3 separate regions of the Macaca mulatta genome follow, and regions 1 and 3 are each linked to region 2. A link is a contact called in public Hi-C data. All regions are on one chromosome and are shown on one strand. The core of a region is the stretch at or near the end of the contact, and the rest is flanking DNA. Distances in the headings are between cores, read along the strand shown.

Region 1 (3,521 bases), core at 665-3,164, 210 kb after region 2:
TCAAGGCTGCAGTGAGCTGTCATCGCACCACTGCACTCCAGCCTGGGCGACAGAGCAAGACCCTATCTCAAAAGTAAACACAAATAGCTTTATTGAGTGACTGCTTTTCCCTATGAACATTTTTCGGGAACCTATTGTGTGTGTGTCAGACCCTTGTGCCTAAGCCCCTGTTCAATCCCCGCATCAACTTCGTTAGGATTCTCATATTTTGCAGATGGGACACCTAAGACTCAGAGGTCCAGCCCTCCAAAATACTGAAGTCCTAGTTGCGCTGGATTGAAAATGGGCAACACAGAACGAGGGCTGGAAATTTTTAAAAAGATTGTTTTTAAAGACAGGGTCTTGGCCAGGTGTGGTGGCTCATGGCTGTAATCTCAGCACTTTGGGAGACCGAGGCGGGCGGATCACAAAGTCAGGAATTCAAGACCAGCCTGACCAACATGGTGAAACCCTGTCTTTACTAAAAATACAAAAATTAGCCAGGCATGATGGTGCATGCCTGTAATCACAGCTACTGGGGAGGCTGAGGCAGGAGAATCGCTTGAACCCGGGAGGAGGAGGTTGCAGTGAGCTGAGATCACACCACTGCACTCCAGCCTGGGCAACAAGAGCAAAACTCCGTCTCAAAAAAAAAATAATAATAATAAATAGGCCGGGCGCGGTGGCTCACGCCTGTAATCCCAGGGCTTTGGGAGGCCGAGGCGGGCGGATCACAAGGTCAGGAGATCGAGACCATCCTGGCTAACACGGTGAAACCCCGTCTCTACTAAAAATACAAAAAATTAGCCGGGCGCGGTTGTGGGCGCCTGTAGTCCCAGCTACTCGGGAGGCTGAGGCAGGAGAATGGCGTGAACCCGGGAGGCGGAGCTTGCAGTGAGCCGAGATCGCGCCACTGCACTCCAGCCTGGGCGACAGAGCGAGACTCCGTCTCAAAAAAAAAAAAAAATAATAATAATAATAATAATAATAATAAATAAATAATAAAGACAAGGTCTCTGCCTGTAATCCCAGCAGTTTGGGAGGCTGAGGCAGGCAGATCACCTGAGGTCAGGAGCTCGAGGCCAGCCTGGCCAACATGGTGAAACCCCATCTCTACTGAAAATACAAAAATAAGCCGAGCGTGGTGGCACATGCCTGTAATCCCAGCTACTCAGGAGGCTGAGGCAGGAGAATAACTTGAACCCGGGAGGCAAATATTGCAGTGAGCCCAGATTGCGCCACTGCACTCCAGCCTGGGCAACCGAGTAAGATCTGTTTCAAAAACAACAACAACAACAACAACAACAAAAAACAAACAGACATGGCCTCACTCTGTTGCCGAGGCTGGTCTCAAACTCCTGCACTCACAAAAAGAAAGGAAAAATAACAACAAACTAGTAGCCTCAAGCGATCCTCCCGCCTCAGCCTCCCAAAGCACTATGATTAAAGGCCTGAGCCGGGCCCTCGGCCTGGGGGTTGGAAATTGAAGCCTCTATTTTATGTATGTATGTATGTATGTATTCATTTACTTGTTTATTTTCTGAGACAGAGTTTTGCTGTGTTGCCCAGGCTGGAGTGCAGTGGTGTGATCATGGCTCACTGCATCCTCGAACTTCCGGGCTTAGGAGATTCTACCAACTTAGCCTCCCAAGTAGCTGGGACCACAGGCGCAAGCCACCACGCCCGGCTAGTTTTTTGTATTTTTTGTAGGGACAGGATTTATCCAAGTTGCCCAGGCTGATCTCGAACTCCAGAGCTCAAGCAACCCTCCTGCCTGGGCCTCCCGAAGTGCTGGGATTACAGGTGTGAGCCACGGTGCCTGGCCTAAGCCTCTCATAAGGCCGTGCGCCCTCTCAGAGGCCACCCTTGCAGAAGATTCCCTGAGACTTAAAGACCTGGGGCACCCCGGACTTTCCTAATCGTAGCTCCACCCACTCGAGGCGGGTGCCTCTGCGTTTCCCGTTTTTAAATGAGATAGTGGCACACCCGGTGGCATCCTCCCGCCCGGGCTCTTATCGGCGGTCCCAGCCCTGCTTGAGCGCCTCCGGGTGTCACGGGCCTCTGCGAACACCAAAGCTCTCGAACCCCGATGTGGACCCCGGTGCGACGCGGGGCAGCCTGGCTGGGAACCCTGCTCAGCCCCGGAGAGGGTCCCCATGAGCCGAGGGGCGGAGCGGCGCATGCCCACAAGTCAGCCGCGGGAAGTAGGAAATCGACCCGACAGGCGGTGCGCTTCGGACCCCACCAGGGCATGTGCTCCGAGGCCCTCCTGGCTCGCAGGTTGCGGGCGGCGCTGCGGGAGGAGGAGCCGTGGTGAGGGCGGGGCCGGGGGCGGGCCAGGAGTGGGGGTCTTTGACCCGAGTCCACTCTGACCCCGGTGTTTGCAGGGCGGTAGAGGAGCTGCTGCGCTGCGGCGCGGACCCTAATTTGGTGCTGGAGGATGGCGCAGCTGCTGTGCACTTGGCTGCCGGAGCCCGGCACCCGCGCGGCCTGCGTTGCCTCGGGGCCCTACTGCGCCAAGGCGGGGACCCCAACGCTCGGTAAGGTAGAGCCTGGGTCCGGGGCGGGGTCTCCCCAAGCCGAAGTCTGGGAATCCGGGAAGGGGCGCCCCACCATCCCGGGCCAGGGCCTCGGAGCCCGAGGGTGGGGTTTGGGGGAGTCTTGGGGAGGGAACTTGGGGGTCTAAGGGCAGGGGCTAGGGCTCGAGGGAGGCGCTGGGGCCCCAGACCGAGGGCGGGGAATGGGGCTGCGCTAGGACCAAGGGTTTGGATCTTGTGGTGGAGCCTCCAGGGTCAGACGGGAGAGGTTTGGGTCCTGGCCTGAGGTCATAGCATCTAGGTTCCAAGGGCAGTGTCCCAGGGTGGACAGTGGAGATCAGGGGGCCGAGAACAAAGGCTCCCGGTCCCCAGAGCGGAGATCGGGGTTCCTGCCGGGAGGCTGAGTCCGCAATGACCCCTCTTGCGCTGCCGCCCCAGATCTGTCGAGGCATTGACGCCGCTGCATGTGGCCGCTGCCTGGGGCTGCCGCCGCGGCCTGGAGCTGCTGCTGAGCCAAGGAGCAAACCCGGCGCTGCGCGACCAGGTTGGGAGGCACTGCGCGGGCAAAGAAAGGCTGGGCGAGCCCAGAGGGAGGGAGGGAGGGAAAGAAGGTAAGAGGGCCTCGAGCGCCCCCTGCTGACCGCGCCCCTGTAGGACGGACTCCGGCCGCTGGACCTGGCCCTGCAGCAGGGGCACCTGGAGTGTGCGCGAGTCCTGCAAGATCTCGACACGCGGACCAGGACCCGGACCCGGATCGGGGCAGAGACCCAGGAGCCCGGGGCTGCACCTGGCAGTGAGTAGGGCCTGCAGGGCTGCTGGGGCTTGACTTCTGGACCAGTCCCTGGCATCCACTGTCTCCCCCACCCCGCCTATTGGTTCTGTCTTACGTCCACTCTCTGTGGCCAGCTTTTTCGGCCTCAGACATTCCTATCTCCTTTTTATGTCTGATCTTATTCCCATCGCTGTCTCATCCCTCCTCCTCTCCTCTCTGACCCCCACTCTCAC
Region 2 (3,411 bases), core at 554-3,053:
CCAGCCAGGGCAACAGAGTGAGACTCCATCTCAGTAAATAAATAGATACAAATAAAAATAAAAATAGAATGAAGCCTGATGTAATAGGGAAGAAGGAACCCTGAGATAGGAATCGCTGACTCATTAGCCGTGGGGGTGCAGGAGAGGGAGAGTCTGGGATGACTAGGGGTTTCAGGGTTTCAGCCTGATCTAGTGGGAAGAGAAGGGATCCAGGAACAGACACCAGCAACACAGGAGGGGCAAGTAGTGGGGGGGGCAAGTGAAGGGGCAGGACCACGCCCAGGGCACTGTAACTCCTGCTCCCATCACCAAGGGCGGCTCCACTGGTCCCTGCGGCCACCTCCTCTGAAGCGGGCTCCCAGGACCCCAAAGTGAGACCCAGGCAATGCTGGGGACACTTCCAGGCCACCGTGGGGAGAGGCAACTTAGTAAATGTTCGCCAGGTGCCAGGAGTTGTGGTCGCCCACAGGCTCCTCCTAACCCGACAGCTTCCTAACGGTTCACACCTGCTTTTACCTCCTTTTTCCTCGCTGCAAAACAAAGACACACAGGTCTTACATAGGTCACCCTCGGGGCAGTCTCAGAGCCAGAAAGAGACAAGAGCACAGATTCCCTCTGGGGACTGAGCTAGGGCTGTGGCCTCAAACCGAATGGGCTCCTGGGTGAACCTGCTGCGACCAGAGGGGGGTCCCTACAACCTGTGCGAACCTCAGGTACACCTGTACCTGGGAAGTGCTACTGTCAATCTATCGGTTACGGCCAAGGGGCGGTGGAGTGATTCCTCTTGCTGTCCAATTTCACTTCAGTTTGCACCTGGCACGATCAACACTGGCAGAATTAACAAAACTAGAAAAATACAGCCTCAGAATCACTCATGCCTAGCTCTCGGTCACTATTCAACTTCTTTCTTGCTCATGGGGTGTTACCCTAGGCAAGTCACTTCCCCTTGCTGGGTCTCCATCATCTCCCCAGTAAACTGGGAGCACAGAATAAAGCTCATGGGAGGATTAAAGGGGATACTTTGGTCGCCCACCACTTGTTCACCGCATAACGGTAATTCCAAGAGCGACATCACAGTAAAGACCCAGGCGCCGATCTAAGCGCGTTTCAGCCTCACACGACGCCTACGAGGTTCAGCTGCGTCATCGGCCCCATTTCGTAGCGGAGGAAGCGAAGCACCGGGCAGTCAGGCTGCTTGCCCGAGGTCGCCCCGCGTCCCAGCCGAGGACGCGGAACTCGGGGCCGGTCGGGTGTCCGCGCTCCGGAGCATGCGCAGAGGCAGCACGCCATCGGGGTGTTCAGGGGCCCGCGCAGTTTCTGGCGGGGTCGAACCCCAACTCACTCCGAGGGTCCCCACTCCCCAACTCCGCTGCCCATCCTCTCCAGCCCTCTGGCGTCTACAAATCCAGACCTGCGGGCGCCTCAACTCACCCAGCGCCGCGCCCCGAGGAATCCGCCATTTTCCCGCCTTCCACCTCAAGGCCCGACCCGCCGGCTTTTCAAAGCCGGACCCGCCCACTTGCTTGCGGGTCGGACCATTTGTGGAGCCTCAGGAGGGGTGGCTGCCAGGCGTAGGGCAGCGTCGGCTAAACGCGGAGAGCGCGGCCCCTGCCTGTCTTCCCCTCGCGCTTGGTCTCGCCCACCATCGGCGGTAGGGGGTTGTGGTGGTGGGTGGGGCCTGAGCTGTCGGAAAGTAGGGGCGGGGCTTTTCGTGATATCCCGCCCCCTAGGCGCGCTGGCGTCACGCCCCCGTCCCCGCCCCTCCGGAACCCGGAAGCGGGAGCGCGCGGGGGAGCGGCGGGCGCGGCGGGGCGGAGCGGTCGGAGCAGCGGCGGGCTGGCAGGCGGTCGTCCGGCCGGGGACCCGGCCCGGGACCGGCGGCGCGCGGCGGCCGAGGCCAGGTGAGTTCCAGGCGGCCTCGGGTTGGCGACTCGAGCTCGAAGCCTGCCTGTGGGGGCTGCGCAGAAGAGGGACGGAGCTGAGGGCTGATGGGGGACGCGACGGCAGGGGTCGAGGGGGCGGGAACGAGCCTAGGGGTCTTGGAGAGGTTGCTGGGGATGAGTTGGAAGCGAGATGGTGAAGGAGAAAGTGGATGGAGATGGAGCTGGTGAGGGAGTTCGCGGGCGTGGGGGGGGGGGTGAGTCTTGTGGCTTTGAGCAGCTTCTCTGAAGAGGACGTGGCTTAAGTGGTAATTGGGGGGTCGCAGGAAACGGCGTTGTGGGGAGGCAAGGAGGCGGGAACGAGAGGCCCAGGCTGGGGGAGTGGGCAAGGCCAGTGGCGGGACAGCCGGGGTGCGGTTGGGGGGAAGGGGTGCGAGACCAATCTGGGGACGTCTGCCCGCGCGATTGAAGGAAGGGTGTCTGAGAAGAGGGCGGCGCCTGGCCCCCAGTGGGCGCTCAGTGAGTGCGGGGGGTTCTGAACTAACTGATGCGGCAGCCGGCTATTGGGAAGCGGGGAAATGGGAGCTGAAAAGGAAGTAAACGGAGTAGAAGTCATGGTAAGAACTAAGGGTAGGCTTAGGGAGGGAGGGCCAGGAGAGGAGGGAAGAGAAGGAAGGGGTTAGAATGGCCCCGTGCAGATAGATGTTGAGGTGCAGCTCCTGGAGATTCCGTCGCGCCCACCCTCCCCTCTTGATTCATGTCCTTCCTGACTTCACACTCAACAGCTGGGTGACCGGGGACGTGTCCCAACACCCTCTGTGCCAGTCTCCTGGTCTTGGAAAAGGCACCACCCTCCCTTTAAGACAGGGCTAGCGGGATTCTGGGATTCCCTCGATCCAAGGAAGAGACCTCAGGGCCGGCTGTGAGGCCGGAACTGTTTTTCAGGAGGGAGTGTGCATGCACCCTCATGTACAGGACTGTAGCCACCTCCGCAGAGCTGCATCCTTGGACTTAAATGGGTAAAACGACATACAGGAAATCTGTCCCCCGGTTGCTCTGAGCTCAGCCCTGGAGAGGCACGACAGCCACCAGTCCTCCTTTCTTTCCTGGGCACCCTGGAGGCGAGGGGTCTTTAAGGGAAGGCTTCTCTGTGCCTCTGTCTGAGGTGGGAGCCGGTGGGGACTCTGTGTTTTGCAGCCAGAGGGTCCTAACTCGGTTTGTTTTTTGGTGTTGGAGTCTTCAGAATCTTAGGGTGTCCAGGAGCAGCTGGAGGTGACCTGGGAGACAGGAAAGTTATTCACATCTGACAGGCCTGACTCTTGTGGCCCTGGCAGGGACTTTGTGCAGGGTGCTTTCTCCCCTTTCCCAACTGTAGGGATCTTAATCTGGGATCGGCCAGAAGGGCTGGGGAACCCCAGCTTATATTTAGTTGATAGCTCATTCAGGAGATGAACCTGGGTAGTTGGAATATACAGAGGGCCACAGAAAGATAAGTACCCCCTTCACTTCCAGAATATCCTAGCCTTTAGGA
Region 3 (3,038 bases), core at 270-2,769, 230 kb after region 2:
GGTTCAAGCGATTCTCCTGCCTCAGCTTCCTCAGTAGCTGGGATTACAGGCAGGTGCCACCATGTCTAGCTAATTTTTGTATTTTCTGTAGAGATGGGGTTTCACCATGTTGGCCAGGCTGGTCTTGAATTCCTGACCTCAAATGTTCCGCCTGCCTCGGCCTCCCAAAGTGCTGGGATTACAGGTGTGAGCCATCCTGCCCTGAGATGTTTGGTCTGGGCAGTGCCTTTGTGGTAGTCAGACACCCTCCTGGGCCACCTAGTCTATCCTCAGAAAGAGGTGGCTATGGCTTACCCCATAGGGTGTCCACAGGGAAGGTGGTGGGGTCTGGTGGGGGATGTTCCTGGAGAAGGGGACATTCTGGCAAACATGGACCAGCCTGAAGACACCCCCTCCCCACAAGCTGGAGTTTATACCATTTATGGCCTCCTAAGTCATTCATTCAGGTATACACTAACTTACTCATTCAGGTATGCACTAACTCACTAACTCATCCAGGTATACACTCACTAACTCACATATCCCCATGGCCTCCTAAGGCATCTAAAATGTGCAAATCTTTGGTGAGCCCCCAGTGAGACTCCTGGCTCTGAATCTGACTCCTGAAAGATGAGGCCCTGGGAGAGGGGGTTGGGAACTGAGCCACAGAAAGCCTTGCTTAGCTCCTCTAGACCGGGGTGAGCCGGGGTCTGTTTCATAGAGGGCCAAGCTGAGACCCAGATACTCTGAGAGGAAGCTAGACTCTGAACTTCCTCCTTGGCACTCTGGATTCTGGGGATCTGCTACACAAGTCCTCGGAGGTGGAGAAGAGGATGGGAAAGGCAAGGCCCTGGCTGGGGGCCTCCAAGCCTCCATCCCACTCCTTGGGCCACCCCCGCCCCCGTGTCCATGGCAACCACAGGCGGTTACATAACCTAAGGGGGGATACCCGAGCAGTGCACCCCCATTGTCTAGGTGTCTAGGGCCTGGAGATGGGGCCAACTGCCTGCCTGCCCCCTACCCCAGGTTGGGCGCCGCTAAGGTAACGCACGCCCGAGACTGAGCCCGCAGTGGCCCCAGACATACTGGGGGAGAAGCAGACTGTGCCCCGCACCTCGAGTGGGGCCCTAATCCCGGATTGCAGAGGGCAACGCACAGGCGCCACCCCAGTCCCGCTTCCCCGCCCCTGGCCCCCGCCTTCCAGGTGTTCGTCATTCCTGCAGGGGGGTCGAGCCCACTGGGGCTCCGTGGCTTCCTAGGAGCCCAAACGCGGGGTTGGTGGACACCACTCCTCCGAAGTGGAGGCCCCGGGGCTTCGATCTCTCCTTTTGGGGCCCGCTCCCCGCTCACCTCATCGAGGGCCGCGGGGCCCGGGTCGGGGCGGAGGGGTCCCAGGCGGAGAAGCCAGCGTCCGCCTGCTGGCGCCGTTTACATGGTGGCGCGGGGTCAGGCCGGGTGCGTCTACGCGGGCGGGCACTGGCCCCCGGCGGTCAGCACAGGGGCATCCCGCGGCCGCGGAAAGAGCCGGCCCTTTAAGTTCCTCCCCCGAGTAGGCGGAGCCATGTGCCGACGGGCGGGCACTTCGGCCTATCGCAGCTGCGGATTGACCTGGCCTAGTTACAAGCCCAATCAGAGGCGGCAGTTCCGGAGAGGAGGCGGGCTCTGGGAGCAACAACCCCGCCCCTTTGGTGGTGCACCGAGGTTGCGGGAGGATGGGGCCTGGCTCAAGGCGGAGAAGGGGGTTGCAGTCTAAAGTCTGAGGGACGCCTGGGAGTGCGCGGCCGGGGCCCTCTCTCTGCAAATGGGTCTCCCAAGCCCCTGCCTCCCAGCCCCTGCCTCCGAATTGTCCTGTTCCTCTCCAAACGAGGCTCCCACACTCTTCTCTCCGTATCGACCTTTCCATTCTAGAAGCAGAGACTCCAAGATCTTTTTCCAGTCTCCAGTGGGGAAACTGAGGCTCATAAAGGGCACAAGAACATAAATCAAGCAAGGGGCAAAGCTGGGACTTGAACCCAAGGCTGTGTAATTCCAAGCCCTGGGAACCATTATTTGCTAACCTCCCTCACCCCACCCCCATCCCCTGCACCCCTTTTTTTTTGGTAGGGACGAGGTCTCGCTATGTTGCCCAGACTAGTCTCGAACTCCGGGCATTAAGCAATCCTCTCGCCTACGGCTTCACCAAAGGGCTGAGATTACAGGCGTGAGCCATCGTGACGGGCTTCTCTAAAGCTTTCAAGGAAAGTCTTAGAGCTGTGGGTAATTAGAGAGTTTGAATTTCATAATCAGCCGATTTAACCTATGGCTGCCATGGTTCTGAGGAGGGCTGATAGCAAGAGGCAGGCATCCCAGCTCTGTGGTGCCGGCGGGGCCACGGTAGGCCCTCGGGAGAGCTCAGGTCTCAAATCCAGCCTCTGCCCTTTGCTGAGGTGTGACCTTGGGCAAGTTACTTCACGTTCCTGAGCCTCTGTTTATTTCTTTATGAAATTAATCCTCTCATAAGTTTACTATGCAGGTAAAGCACTCATCAGTGTCATGCATATAACAAGTGCTCCATATATTATGGGCGTTATTGTAGTGGTGATGTTTTGCTAAATGATGCTACAGGTAGGATGGGCTTCGGGGGACGAGGGGTTAAATGCTCCTTGCTGCTTGGCCACTCCCATCCCCTGGAATTTGCTGCCAGAGCTGGATTCCGTCCAGACACCTACTCTTGCCCACTAAGGGCACTTCTGGGAGACTATACAGTTTATTCATTTAGCAAGCACCTCTCTGTATCAACCCCAAGCTGGCACTTGTAGGGATACAGCCCCAGGCCCCTGGCCCTTGAGAAGCCCCTGAACTTGGGAGAGAGTCAAGGGAAGGCAGCTGGGCCAGAAGAATGGACAGCGGTTGAGAGAAGAGGACTCCAATTTTTTTTTTTTTTTTTTTTTTTGAGAAAGGATCTCACTCCGTTGCCCAGGCTGGAGTGCATTGGCGCTGTCATTGCTCACTACAGCCTGGAACTCCTGGGTTCAGGGAATCCTCCCACCTCACCTTCCGAGTACTTGAGGCTATATGTG

The links. A called contact is a pair of places that touch in the nucleus more often than the background predicts.
Region 1: a contact with region 2 is called in a Hi-C map of fetal cortex germinal zone, with 4 times the contacts expected there. The contact joins the promoter of ANKLE1 here to the promoter of MYO9B in region 2. A contact is called at or near these places in 5 of 14 Hi-C or Micro-C datasets (CD4 T cells, cortical neurons, fetal cortex germinal zone and 2 more).
Region 3: a Hi-C map of cortical neurons shows a contact between it and region 2, with 3 times the contacts expected there. The contact joins the promoter of ABHD8 here to the promoter of MYO9B in region 2. A contact is called at or near these places in 2 of 14 Hi-C or Micro-C datasets (cortical neurons and fetal cortex germinal zone).

The regions. Positions count from the first base shown.
Region 1 is chr19:17,767,470-17,770,990 of T2T-MMU8v2.0, forward strand. It overlaps ANKLE1 (ankyrin repeat and LEM domain containing 1), which reads left to right and starts at 1,915. Exons shown (of 11, transcript XM_077978275.1): 1 at 1,915-2,292; 2 at 2,367-2,519; 3 at 2,955-3,060; 4 at 3,171-3,309. The coding sequence starts at 2,069. All of the region lies in intron 1 of DDA1 (DET1 and DDB1 associated 1), which reads left to right.
Region 2 is chr19:17,555,009-17,558,419 of T2T-MMU8v2.0, forward strand. It overlaps MYO9B (myosin IXB), which reads left to right and starts at 1,804. Exons shown (of 40, transcript XM_077978240.1): 1 at 1,804-1,901. HAUS8 (HAUS augmin like complex subunit 8) reads right to left here and starts at 1,689. Exons shown (of 11, transcript XM_015123248.3): 1 at 1,432-1,689. The coding sequence starts at 1,460.
Region 3 is chr19:17,789,957-17,792,994 of T2T-MMU8v2.0, forward strand. It overlaps ABHD8 (abhydrolase domain containing 8), which reads right to left and starts at 1,520. Exons shown (of 5, transcript NM_001265784.1): 1 at 1,330-1,520. The region is part of intron 1 of DDA1 (DET1 and DDB1 associated 1); the gene reads left to right.